2 separate regions of the Mus musculus genome follow, and region 1 is linked to region 2. A link is a contact called in public HiChIP or PLAC-seq data. All regions are on one chromosome and are shown on one strand. The core of a region is the stretch at or near the end of the contact, and the rest is flanking DNA. Distances in the headings are between cores, read along the strand shown. Region 1 holds the start of Ndufs4 (NADH:ubiquinone oxidoreductase core subunit S4). Region 2 has its middle 64 kb from the start of Gm41072.

The links. HiChIP or PLAC-seq counts read pairs in DNA pulled down with a chosen protein or histone mark.
Region 1: a contact with region 2 is called in an H3K27ac HiChIP or PLAC-seq map of embryonic stem cells, with 9 read pairs. The contact joins the promoter of Ndufs4 here to the enhancer-like site in region 2. A contact is called at or near these places in 2 of 39 promoter capture datasets (hippocampal neurons and liver), 5 of 484 Hi-C or Micro-C datasets (liver, rod photoreceptor, stem cell-derived motor neurons and 1 more), 5 of 115 datasets of contacts at active chromatin or transcription factors (the SCID.adh cell line, bone marrow-derived macrophages and embryonic stem cells) and 2 of 9 other capture datasets (adipose tissue and pancreatic islet).

What each region holds. Positions count from the first base shown.
Region 1 is chr13:114,384,630-114,389,890 of GRCm38.p6, reverse strand. Ndufs4 (NADH:ubiquinone oxidoreductase core subunit S4) reads left to right here and starts at 1,797. Exons shown (of 5, transcript NM_010887.2): 1 at 1,797-1,932. The coding sequence starts at 1,835.
Region 2 is chr13:114,269,949-114,275,270 of GRCm38.p6, reverse strand. No RefSeq gene overlaps it. Among named protein-coding and RNA genes, the nearest start is that of Gm41072, 64 kb to the right of the region's middle. Within about 2 kb of position 3,675, at least 14 of the 459 cell types and tissues checked have an H3K27ac peak or open chromatin away from gene starts, as enhancers often do. A contact at or near this core is called in embryonic stem cells, liver and uterus, where this site is marked.

The DNA of each region.
Region 1 (5,261 bases), core at 548-3,047, 120 kb before region 2:
ATGCCTGGTATATTGGGAAATATCTATTGGGTTTAGAGTATAGCAACTGACGGAGAACAGAGTAAGTTCTAACAGAGTAAGTGAGTAAAGTCAGGAGTCTTTTTCCCTTCCAGTGTTAGGCCTGAACTCAGGCATATGTCCACGATAAGCCAATGCCATACCACTGAGCTACATCTTCGTCCCTACATTGGCCTTAAAAAATATTATAATAAGGTGTCTGGCTTTTCCGAGGATGAGCTGAGCTAGAAAAGGTGTTTAGTAGAAAAGAGGGGAATGTGTGACTTCTGACCCCATAGTTTTGATTGCTGAGCTGAAGCAGATTGGGCAAATGCAAACATCCCTGCAGAGGGGGACTGTGGTTTGGATCAGAGTCCTACTAGGAGAGGCAGGGAACATAATCAAATTCTAAATACATTTCAAAGATGGAGGCAAAAAGAGCAACCAAGGACCACCCTAAGAGGCTCCGCTAGACAGCTCAGTGGTAAAGTACTTGCCACCAAACCTATGACATTAGTTAGAATGAGAAAACTGACTGTTGAAAGCTGTTCTCTGACCTCCACATGTGCCGTGGCACCCATTTGTATGCATACATACATAAATAAGTACATTAAGAAAGAATCATGACAGGTATTGTGAATACCCAGGCCAACGCTATATCAATATGAAAACTAATGTTCTCCCATCAGTGTTGGGGTATCGTTTGAGAAACAACGTTGAAGACATTAGTGGATGAAAAGGTCTGTGAATACTCTGGAGGCTGAAGAAGGAGGGTGGTAAGTTGAAGTCTAGCCTGGATAACATCGAGAGATACTGTCTCTTACAAGAAACAAAGAAGCTAGGAATGTAGATCAGTGATGAACTGCACACCTGTCCCTGGATTTGACATCGCAGACTTGGAAACAAAAAGAAAAGAAAAGAAAAGGTTTGTTGAAGCACTGAGGAGCCAGGTGCGATTAGATAGGACACTTAAACCTGGTTATCGTTTATAATCTTTGCTTTTTGTTACTTTTAATGGCCATTGGAATGGAATGGGTGACAAATGGAAGGGATGATGGAGATAGGAAGAATAATCAAGATGGCTCCGCCCCTTTTCCGGGTGGGGCGCGGGGGGGGGGGCGAGGTGTTTGCTTGGTAGTTCCAGTGACAACCTTCCATACTCTACCCTCAACCTCAAATCAAAGGCTTATAAGAGCAGATCACCAAGCCTTTGGTACCTGTATGCTAGGTAGGCAAGCACTCTACCAACTGAGCTACATCCCCAGCCCCCACTAGATTTCATGTAAATCCATATGGTCTTTCTTTCTTTCTTCCTTTTTTTTTTTTTGCGAGGCTAGCTTTTTAGTGTGGAAAATATGATTATTATAACTACAGACCATCAAACTGAGTGCAGCCTGTTCTGAAGGCTTGCAAACGGAATCTGGCAACACTTTGGGAAAGTACTACTTTAGTTTCTCAAAGACTCAAGAAGCCCTCCGGCTCTTCCAGTGGGCCCAGCCTCAGATATTCCGAGTTCTTTGAAAAATTATGAGTTACAGGTGTTTACATTTTTCGAAGCGTTTTCTTTTGGGCTTCTCAGCCTCAATGTAAATGACCAACCTTACTAACAAGGATTACTTTCTATAGAGGCATCATTTGCATTCACTGAGTCCTTTCATCCATTTCCCTCTTTAGTTCTTTCAGCTAGAACTTTAATTTCTTTTCTAGGTCCTCAATCGCAAAAGGAAAACAAACAGAACATGCCTCTGTTTCACTGCGGCCGCATTGCTTTGAGAACGGAGGAAGTGAGTCCCTAGCGGGGATCCGTACTCGCATCCTGGCGTTTGCCTACAGGAAGATGGCGGCGGTCTCAATGTCAGTGTCGCTGAGACAGGCGATGTTGGGGCGAAGGGCAATGGCTACAGCTGCCGTTTCCGTCTGTAGAGTTCCATCCAGGTAACATAACTGTCAGCCTTGTCGAGCTATTCATTCAGGGTTCCCAGGTCGCTCCACTTTGGGGGAGGCTGGGCCGGCTGGGCCCCGGAGGCGGCCTTGGGAACGCGTCCTCCCTTGACCCTTCCTCGGGATGCGGGGACCGACGCTGGTTTCCGGCGAGGCGCCTGCGGGGCCTGGGGTTCTGCAGCTGCGGACGGGCGAGGGTCTGTGCGGAGGAGCTGTGAACTGGATCGTGGCTCCTGAGAAGGGGAGGAGTCTGGGCGACCTCTCTCCCAATGTCCTACATCCCTTCCGCTTGTCACCTGCTTGCCCCATTCCAGCCTGAAAGGGTAAATCCCTGCTATCCTTTCCCTGGCTTTAGTTAATATCGGCTGGGCTTCCAAACAGAAAGGTTGTTGTATTCATCATTGTGCATAAGAGGAAAACTTCTCAGGACTTCAGAGTTTATAGCAATATCCATCGGAAGGTTACAGCGTACCTGTTTTTTGTCTTTCTAACCAGTGCGTTCCAGTCTTAAGTTCCACCACGGAGCTACGCTCTCAGGCAGCAAGGTGGCTTTTATTTTGATTTGTTTACTTCGTTTGTTTGTTTGAGACAGATCACACTATGTAGCCCTAGATGCCGGAAGGTTTCTTGTGGTGACTGCCCCCTCCCTTCCCCCCCGCCCCCCTCCGCAGCATTGCTCTATTTTACGTAGTCTCTGTTTTCCTGGGTGTATAAGATACTGGGTTTTATCACTTGTTTCGAAGTTTGCTCCTGTGAAGAGTGGCCTTGTATTGACAGCTGCATGCTGTGGAGACTACATTCAATGTTCACAGTGAGGATGGGTCTGTAAGGGGTGGGAAGAATGTGGTACAAAAAAAAAAAAAAAAAAAAAAAAAAAGGAAAAGTCTGGCACACTGGTACAAGCCTTTAATGCCAGCCAGCTCTGGGGAGGCAGAACCAGAGGCGGCTGGATCTCTGTGAGTTCCAGGACAGCCAGAGCTACTTAGAGAGACCCTGTCTCAAACAAGACCAAACCATTAAATACCTTTAAGAAAGAAAAAGGGAACTAGTATCTATCAAAATGCTTGTTAAATTAGTGTTAAGCTCAATACAGAGGGAATACAGAGTTAAAGTGAGCTGGTTGGAACTTTTGGAGACAAATTTTGATGCAGTTTTAAGTAGTGGTTGTTTTGTGGGAAAGAAAAGGTTGCCCTTAGTAAAGTCAGGAGATTTGTAAAAGGCCTCAGGGACTGGGGATAGAGTTGAGTTGGTACAGAGAGTGCCTAGAGTTCATGATGTACTGGCTTCAGTCTCCAGCACCTAATAAAACGTTCCTCGGGCACATAAACTCTAATCCCAGCACTCCAGAGTTGCAGAAAGGGTGGGGCGGGGGCTTTTCTGCAGACAGTAGTAGAGCACTATATCTATCTATCTATCTATCTATCTATCTATCTATCTGTAAATAGATATATATATGCGTGTGTGTGTATATATATATATATATATATATATATATATATAGAGAGAGAGAGAGAGAGCGCAGTCACTGGAAAATAAATACTGTAATACTGGTGGAAAGTAAAAGATAAATTTGTAATAAAGTGTTTTACACATGAGGAACTTGGGAAAAACCAAATTGTTCTCTAAGATAAAATACTCCAGTGATTACTTTATGCTGACCTAGTTTAGACCTTTCCCACTTACACATTATGGAGATTAATTTACATAATGTAATACTAATGTGCTCATTATAGAACTTGAACTGAAAACAAATTTAAGGGACCATTAGTGTATTTCTCAACAGTTATGTTAGTTGAAGTTAAGATAATACTTGATTTTACAAATGGGTAGCTATTACTACACATCTAAATGTAACAGGTTTTCCTTGTAAATATGTTATTAGAGATTTGAAAATAGCATATATATAAGTTATATAAGATCGTGCTTCTTTCGTAGTTAAAAACATTAAAACCCAGAGGAAATAATTTTGACTGTACACTACCGATTTTTTTTTTTTTTTTTTTTTACTTTTGTATGTGCATCTTACTGGAGACAATTATGCTTCCCCTCATGTTTATATGGAAACTTTTTTTTTTTTCTTTTTTGAAACAGGGTTTCTCTGTATAGCCCTGGCTATCCTGGAACTCACTCTGTAGACCAGGCTGGCCTCAAACTCAGAAATCCGCCTGCCTCTGCCTCCCAAGTGCTGGGATTAAAGGCGTGTGCCACCACCGCCCGGCTTATATGGGAACTTCTTACTGTATATGCTTAAGTTAATGATTTGTAAAGACTGAATAGAAAGAAATCCAACCCATGGGGCAATTTAAATGTCAATTGCTTTTAAAAAAACTTTTTGTGATCCTTAAAGAAATGAAGGTGAGCCAGACCTGTGAGGCAGGTGGTGAGGGAGCAAGAGGTGAGAGGTAGAGGAATGGGAGCCAGTGTCAGTGGTCGAAGGAAGCTCTTACCTATGACACTGACGCTTGGATTCAATTATAATGACAATGTAAAGAAAAAAAAAACCAGCATGTAAGAAAGAAAAAGTAAAACCACGGATATGTGTCCTGACAGTCATCCGTTCGTGCCCTTACCCTCCCTAGCCATCCTAAGGAGTTTTCTGGCAAAACTTGTACCTATTTAAGATTCGAGTCTATCAACAGATAAGTTGGTTTCTCTTTCAAAATAGTTGACATGTGGGACTTAAGATTCTTGTCCTGTTTGTTTCCCCATCATTTTTAACACGATCATGCATGAGTGTATTACCTTTCCTCATAGGACTTCCCAGATTTAGACTGATCTTGTGTTTGCCTGCAGCATGGCTCTTAGGATAGCAGAGCCCCAAAGGCTGTTAGCCTTTCTCTGTGATGAAGTGTAGGTGTATGAGACTTGAGTGAAGTCTCTTTTCTGCTCCCAACCTCTGGCTGTATTTTGTGGTTTCCTTTCCCACTGTGCAGTTGAGCCTGTAGAGACTTCCAGTGAGGAAGTGGCTCGAGGACACTTGTTGACATCAGTTCTGTGTTTACTATACCTTCATGGCAAGGGAAAGTCTAAATTGGTAAACATTCTACATCACTAGGTTGGTTTCTATCTACTTTACTAAATATTTACTTATTTTGTATGTGTATGTTTGTATAATCATTTGGGAAAGTAGATCTTAAGAGTCATATTAGTGAGAGCCAGGTAGCTACTAGCCTACAGAAATGTGAATTTAAAAGAATTATTTGGCCAGGTAGTGGTGGAGGCCTTGAAGATATGGGCACAGGGGAAAAATTCCTGAATAGAACAGCAATGGCTTGTGCTGTAAGATCGAGAATTGACAAATGGGACCTCATGAAACTCCAAAG
Region 2 (5,322 bases), core at 2,426-4,925:
ACAAAACCACAATTTAGCTGGCATTAATGTCCCATGTGTTTAACAGAACTTAGGAGCCAGAGGTAAGGGCATCTTTGAGAATTTGAGGCTAGTCTGGTCTACATAATACATTCTAGGACAGCCAGAGCTACATAATGAGACCATGATTACAAAACAAACTTTAAAAATGATATATGGAAGTGTTACATATCACTTGAAGGGGACACTACTGGCGAAACCTAGACAAATTGAACAGAAAAAAAAAAAGAAAAAGAAAAAAAAAGACCACATAACAAGCATGAACCTGCTGTTGGGGAAAATAGAAACTCATAAGTTCATTACTGACAATAGAGACTATACTGAATGGTGGCGAGCTAGTGCCAGAGCCAGGTACAGCTGCACACACTTGTGCTGCACACATCTGTGCTGCTGGCATTTGGAAGGCAGAGGCAGGCATAGCTCTGAGTCCAAGGCCACCCTGGTCTACACAGGACATTCCCAGCCCTTCAGGTCTACACAGTGAGACCCTGTCAAAAAGAAGAACAAAAAGGAAGAATGAGAGTTCTTGCTTTAAAGGAGAACGCCAAGTACCTACCAAGTGGCAAATTTGGAGGAAATGCTGGAGTTGGAAAATCAACAGTTTGAAAACATGATGGATAAAGTTTGACTAGGCAGTGAGAATTACAGAATATCTGCCTCCAAAACTTGCAGGTCATCTCTTGAAAAAATGCTAATGTAGCTAGTTAAATATAAAAAGAAGTTTCTAGAAGTTGATGCAAAGAGCATACAAAAGAATCAAAGATGTTTCTCATGAAAACCTATCAATACTTTTAAAAGTAGGGATCTGCAACTTACATCAGGGCTGACCACTTCTACACCACCATCACCTGTTCCACCTGTTGCAGATCTGGACCACAGGCTCCATGCCATGAGAAGGGAGGGCAGGTTGGGAGGACCAGAGGCTTGTAACTTTATAGAGCACTGCCGAAGAGACCCACTTTGATCATGCCTGTGTAAGAAAGGGTTTCTTTTTTCCATCAAAGGGAGCTCGCCTGCCAAGAGCCAATATTCATAAATCCCCCACCTGGTAAAACTGCTTATGAACAGACCCCCGTACATTCTGGGAACGTGATGGCTCAGAGCAGCTGTCTCCATCTCCCATTCCCTCCTACCCTTTGTGCCAATTCTTTTTAAACTAGACAGTGGGAAGACCCCAGCCAATGGGGAAAAGGCTCAGTTACCACCCATATTAGAATTAAAACTAAGTGAAGTTGTGTCCTGGTTACATGAAAATAATCACCTTGCCAAGTTGCTTTTGCCTTACAGTTTATACAACAACAAGAATATTTGGTTTTGGTATCCCAACATTAGTTTTCTCCACCCTGGACAGTGAGGCTGCAACAAATACTGAATTATATCTAACACTGTGGCAGTCTCAACAACCAATGGTGATCTATCAACCGGCTTATGGACCTCACTAAGAGCCCTCCCTAGAAATCCTTATACGTCTTACCTCTAGAATGCCTCTAACTGGCCAGGTGACCCCAGCAATGTGCTCCCATCCTTTTCTGCTATCTGCGTGTGCTATACATGGGTACCAGTCACCATGTTAACTCTGTAGTGTTGAGAAGTGATACACAACTTTAAATATCCCAGGCCATCATCCTATGACAAATAAACAGGTACCCAAACCTCAATTTGTCAGATCGGGAGAAGGCATACTGCCCCGGTTTTCTCCAGAAAAATGAAGTGGACACATTCATAGATAAGGACCGAGAGACCCCTAGAATCTCTCCATGGGCAGAGTGGTCAGGCATCAGTACACAGGGTAATGCCTGCTTCTGCAAACACAAAGACAGCAATGCACATTTTAGAGAACACAACAGCAGTAGTGAGCAAAGCGAAGCTTTCAAGGTTGTCCACAAGTCCTACGAGGTACCTGGCCTAGAACTCAATATAATAATCTTAAGTTAGCTCAGTCGGCAAGGGAACATCACGAGACAGCTACGTGGACACGAAGAAAACAAGGTACCCAGCAAAGAGAAGTGGCTAGAAAGAAACCAGCCAACTATTCTGGAGGTGGAGAATGTAATAACAGAAAGCAAAACGTAGAGTATCAACCGCAGACTCACACAGAAAACAGAGGAAGAAAGGAACCTTGGGCCACTGGAGCTCGGGCCTGATGCTGCTTCTCATTCCCCGGGAATGCTAGAAACATGAAGATCGGCCTTCTCACTCCATGGAACTCCAATTCCTGTAGGAAGGAGAAGGTGAGGGTCTCTGCGCTCTGCTCTAAGTTCCATCTCTTGCCCAGGGTAGGAGACCTGCCATTTCAGGCTGCTCCAAAGGAGATAGAAGAGATTATCATCCTGTAATGGAATAATGTGTCCTTCCTTCCCAGAAACAACTTCTCTGGTGCAGATGCTGGGGACACTTGAAGAGAGCAGCATGGTGCTAGTCTGACCTCAGAATTAGGACTCCAAAAAGCATAGCGTTTACCTTGTTCTTTGTTGTTGCTGTTGTTTTTGTTTTGTTGTTGTTGTTGTTGTTGTTATTGTTGTTCCAAATACTGGCCAAAAGCAGAGCATGCTTTCCCTGGCCTTCTGGGCATCTGCCATTTCTTTGAAGGCTTTTTGTCATGTGGCTGCCTGCAGACCTCTATTGCAAACTGCATGGCTTTCTCTCTCCCCCACTCTCTCTTCTCCTGGCAGCTGTGAAGTCTACAGCCTGCCTGTCCTGTTGTTTTTCTTTTAAACGCTAATAAAATTGTCCCTGACCTTCCTTTCAGGTTCATTTTTAAATTATTTTATTACTGAGATTAAGAGGCCCAAAAGAGAAGCTAAGGGACATAGGCATCTTTAGAGAGAATTGACAAAAGAAAGGTAGAAACCTAGTCTAAAGAAGAAATAACCGAGGTCCGTGGAGAGAATGAGCACACACTAAGCCCAGAATACTCCAGGCAAACGCAAATAAGGTTTTCATGGAGACACAGTGTAAATACATTGTCAGAAATCAATGACAAAGACTTTTGAAAACAGCCAGAAGAAAATGAGTCCCTTCTTGTAAGGGAAATCCCCCAAAGACTGCAAGCAGATTTCTCACCAGAAACCACTTAGGTCAGGATGGTATAGGCAAACTTGCTGAAAGGAAAGGCAAGTCTGCCAACCCAAAATCCTTCACAACAAAGCTGGCCCTGAATCCTGATACGGCTGACAGAAAAGGCTTTCCCCAAGCGAATAACAGAAAAGAGATTCCGTCCCAAGATCTGCCTTATAGCAAGCTGTTGTAGCAACAGATAGTTAATGATCAACATAAAACAAAGACAAAACTCGCCGGCAAGAGTTGACATCCACGCAAATTCAGAATGTTCTAACCCTCACTGGGACCAGGACGTTGCTCCAGCCTCCCTTTCACCTCCCTTCCTGGTAATGTCTCTTGAAAGAATTCAGATGAGGTATGCAGCACAATGCAGAAACTAGGCGGGGTTTATTACAAGATATAGTGGACTGAGTGGGCGACGGCCAAAAGCAGCTACGTGTTTAGGTAGGCTTTGTTTCTAAATCTTGGAACAGACATTATTCCTGTGGGACGTTTTATGTCTAGGTGACTGACAGTCCCATGTGGGTCGACTCTTAAGGGAGAAGTTATGGTATGTAAGGCCTCCTGCCTGATAGTAAACGTTGACCTTCCAGCCAGTTCAGAAGGCCGAGTCTCTACCCAGGGCTGGGTTCATGGCTCAGATCCCATTCTTTTGATGAGTAACATGTAACAGATTAGTAGATTAGAAAGAATTACAGCAAAACCCCAAAATGAATCTAAAAAGAAGGAAAGAAAGAAAGAAAAGAAAAGTCTGGGAGGAAGAGCTGTCCCTTGGCTCCAGCGATGCTGTCCCTCAGCTCCAGGGACTTCCTCCTTCTGACTTCTTGTCTCATCTATAGCTGTGCTGTCACGAAGGGCAGCTGCAATGCGTTCACCTCTTTCACAAGGCATTTGAACCTATAAGGAAGAGCTATTGGGATGGCTCCCACTGCCTTTACCTGCTACCAAATTAAGAGTGTTAATGAGCAAGCGCATAGGGAGTGGGCCTGAGGTCATTTTCAAGTCAAAGACAGAGCAAGCCTCTAGAGGTCAGATTTGAAGGACAATAGTGAATCTGACATCTTCCACACATCTCCCCCATGAAAACCTTGAGACCCTTCCCTTTTGGAAAACGGGGAACTTTGCTTTGAGATGGCCTTTGTTCTGTTTTCCTGATGTAAAGCTCTCTCCTCATCTAATTCCTGTCTTCTAATTTGCTTTGGGAGCGGTGACAGGTAATATAGGGCCACCAAGTCCTATATTACAAGGAACAAGTGGAATCCTCCTGCCTCTGCTCTTGTGTCTACAAGCTGGTGATTACAAGGAGGGAATCCATCTTCACTGGCCTTCAAAAATCTGCTGGTATCTAGATATCTAGCAAAAGTTACCAAAAATAACTACAGATGCAGTATTTTAAACGCACTATTAAAAAGTGTAAATTCTGATGTCACAAACATGGCTGAAATGTTGAAGTTGATATCATATTAAAATTGACTGTTACAAGCATTTAAGGCACGGAGAGGAATACATACTGTGTGTGTGTGTGTGTGTGTGTGTGTGTGTGTGTGTGTATTATATATAATTTTTTTCTTTTTCTTTCTTTTTTTTTTTTTTTTTTTTTTTTTTTTGAGACAGAGTTTCTCTGTGTAGCCCTGGCTGTCCTGGAACTCACTCTGTAGACCAGGCTGGCCTCAAACTCAGAAATCTCCTGCCTCTGCCTCTGCCTCCCACGTGCTGGGACTAAAGGCGTGCACCACCACTGCCCGTATATATAATGTTTTATTTAAGTCTTATGATATAATAGAAAAGCTTGGGGTACATTCAGAAAATATAATGGAATAAAAACCTGTCGTTACAAAAAGAAAAAAAATCAAGCCAACACAGAGAAATAAAGAGTCAAAGGAGTACATAAGAGTCAGAAAACCACGAACGGCACACATAGCTCTTTCCGATCTCTAATTCCCTTAAACGGACTTGGCTAAATTCTTTCATCAAAAGGCAGAGTGGGTATACTGGCTAGTTTTGTGTCAACTTGACACAGCTGTAGTTATCACAGAGAAAGGAGCTTCAGTTGAAAAAATGCCTCCATGAGATCCAACTGTAAGGCATTTTCTCAATTAGTGATCAAGGGGGAAAGGCCCCTTGTGGGTGGTGCCATCTCTGGGCTGGTAGTCTTGGGTTCTATAAGAGAGCAGGCTGAGTAAGCCAGGAGAGGCAGGCTAGTAAAGAACATCCCTCCATGGCCTCTGCATCAGCTCCTGCTTC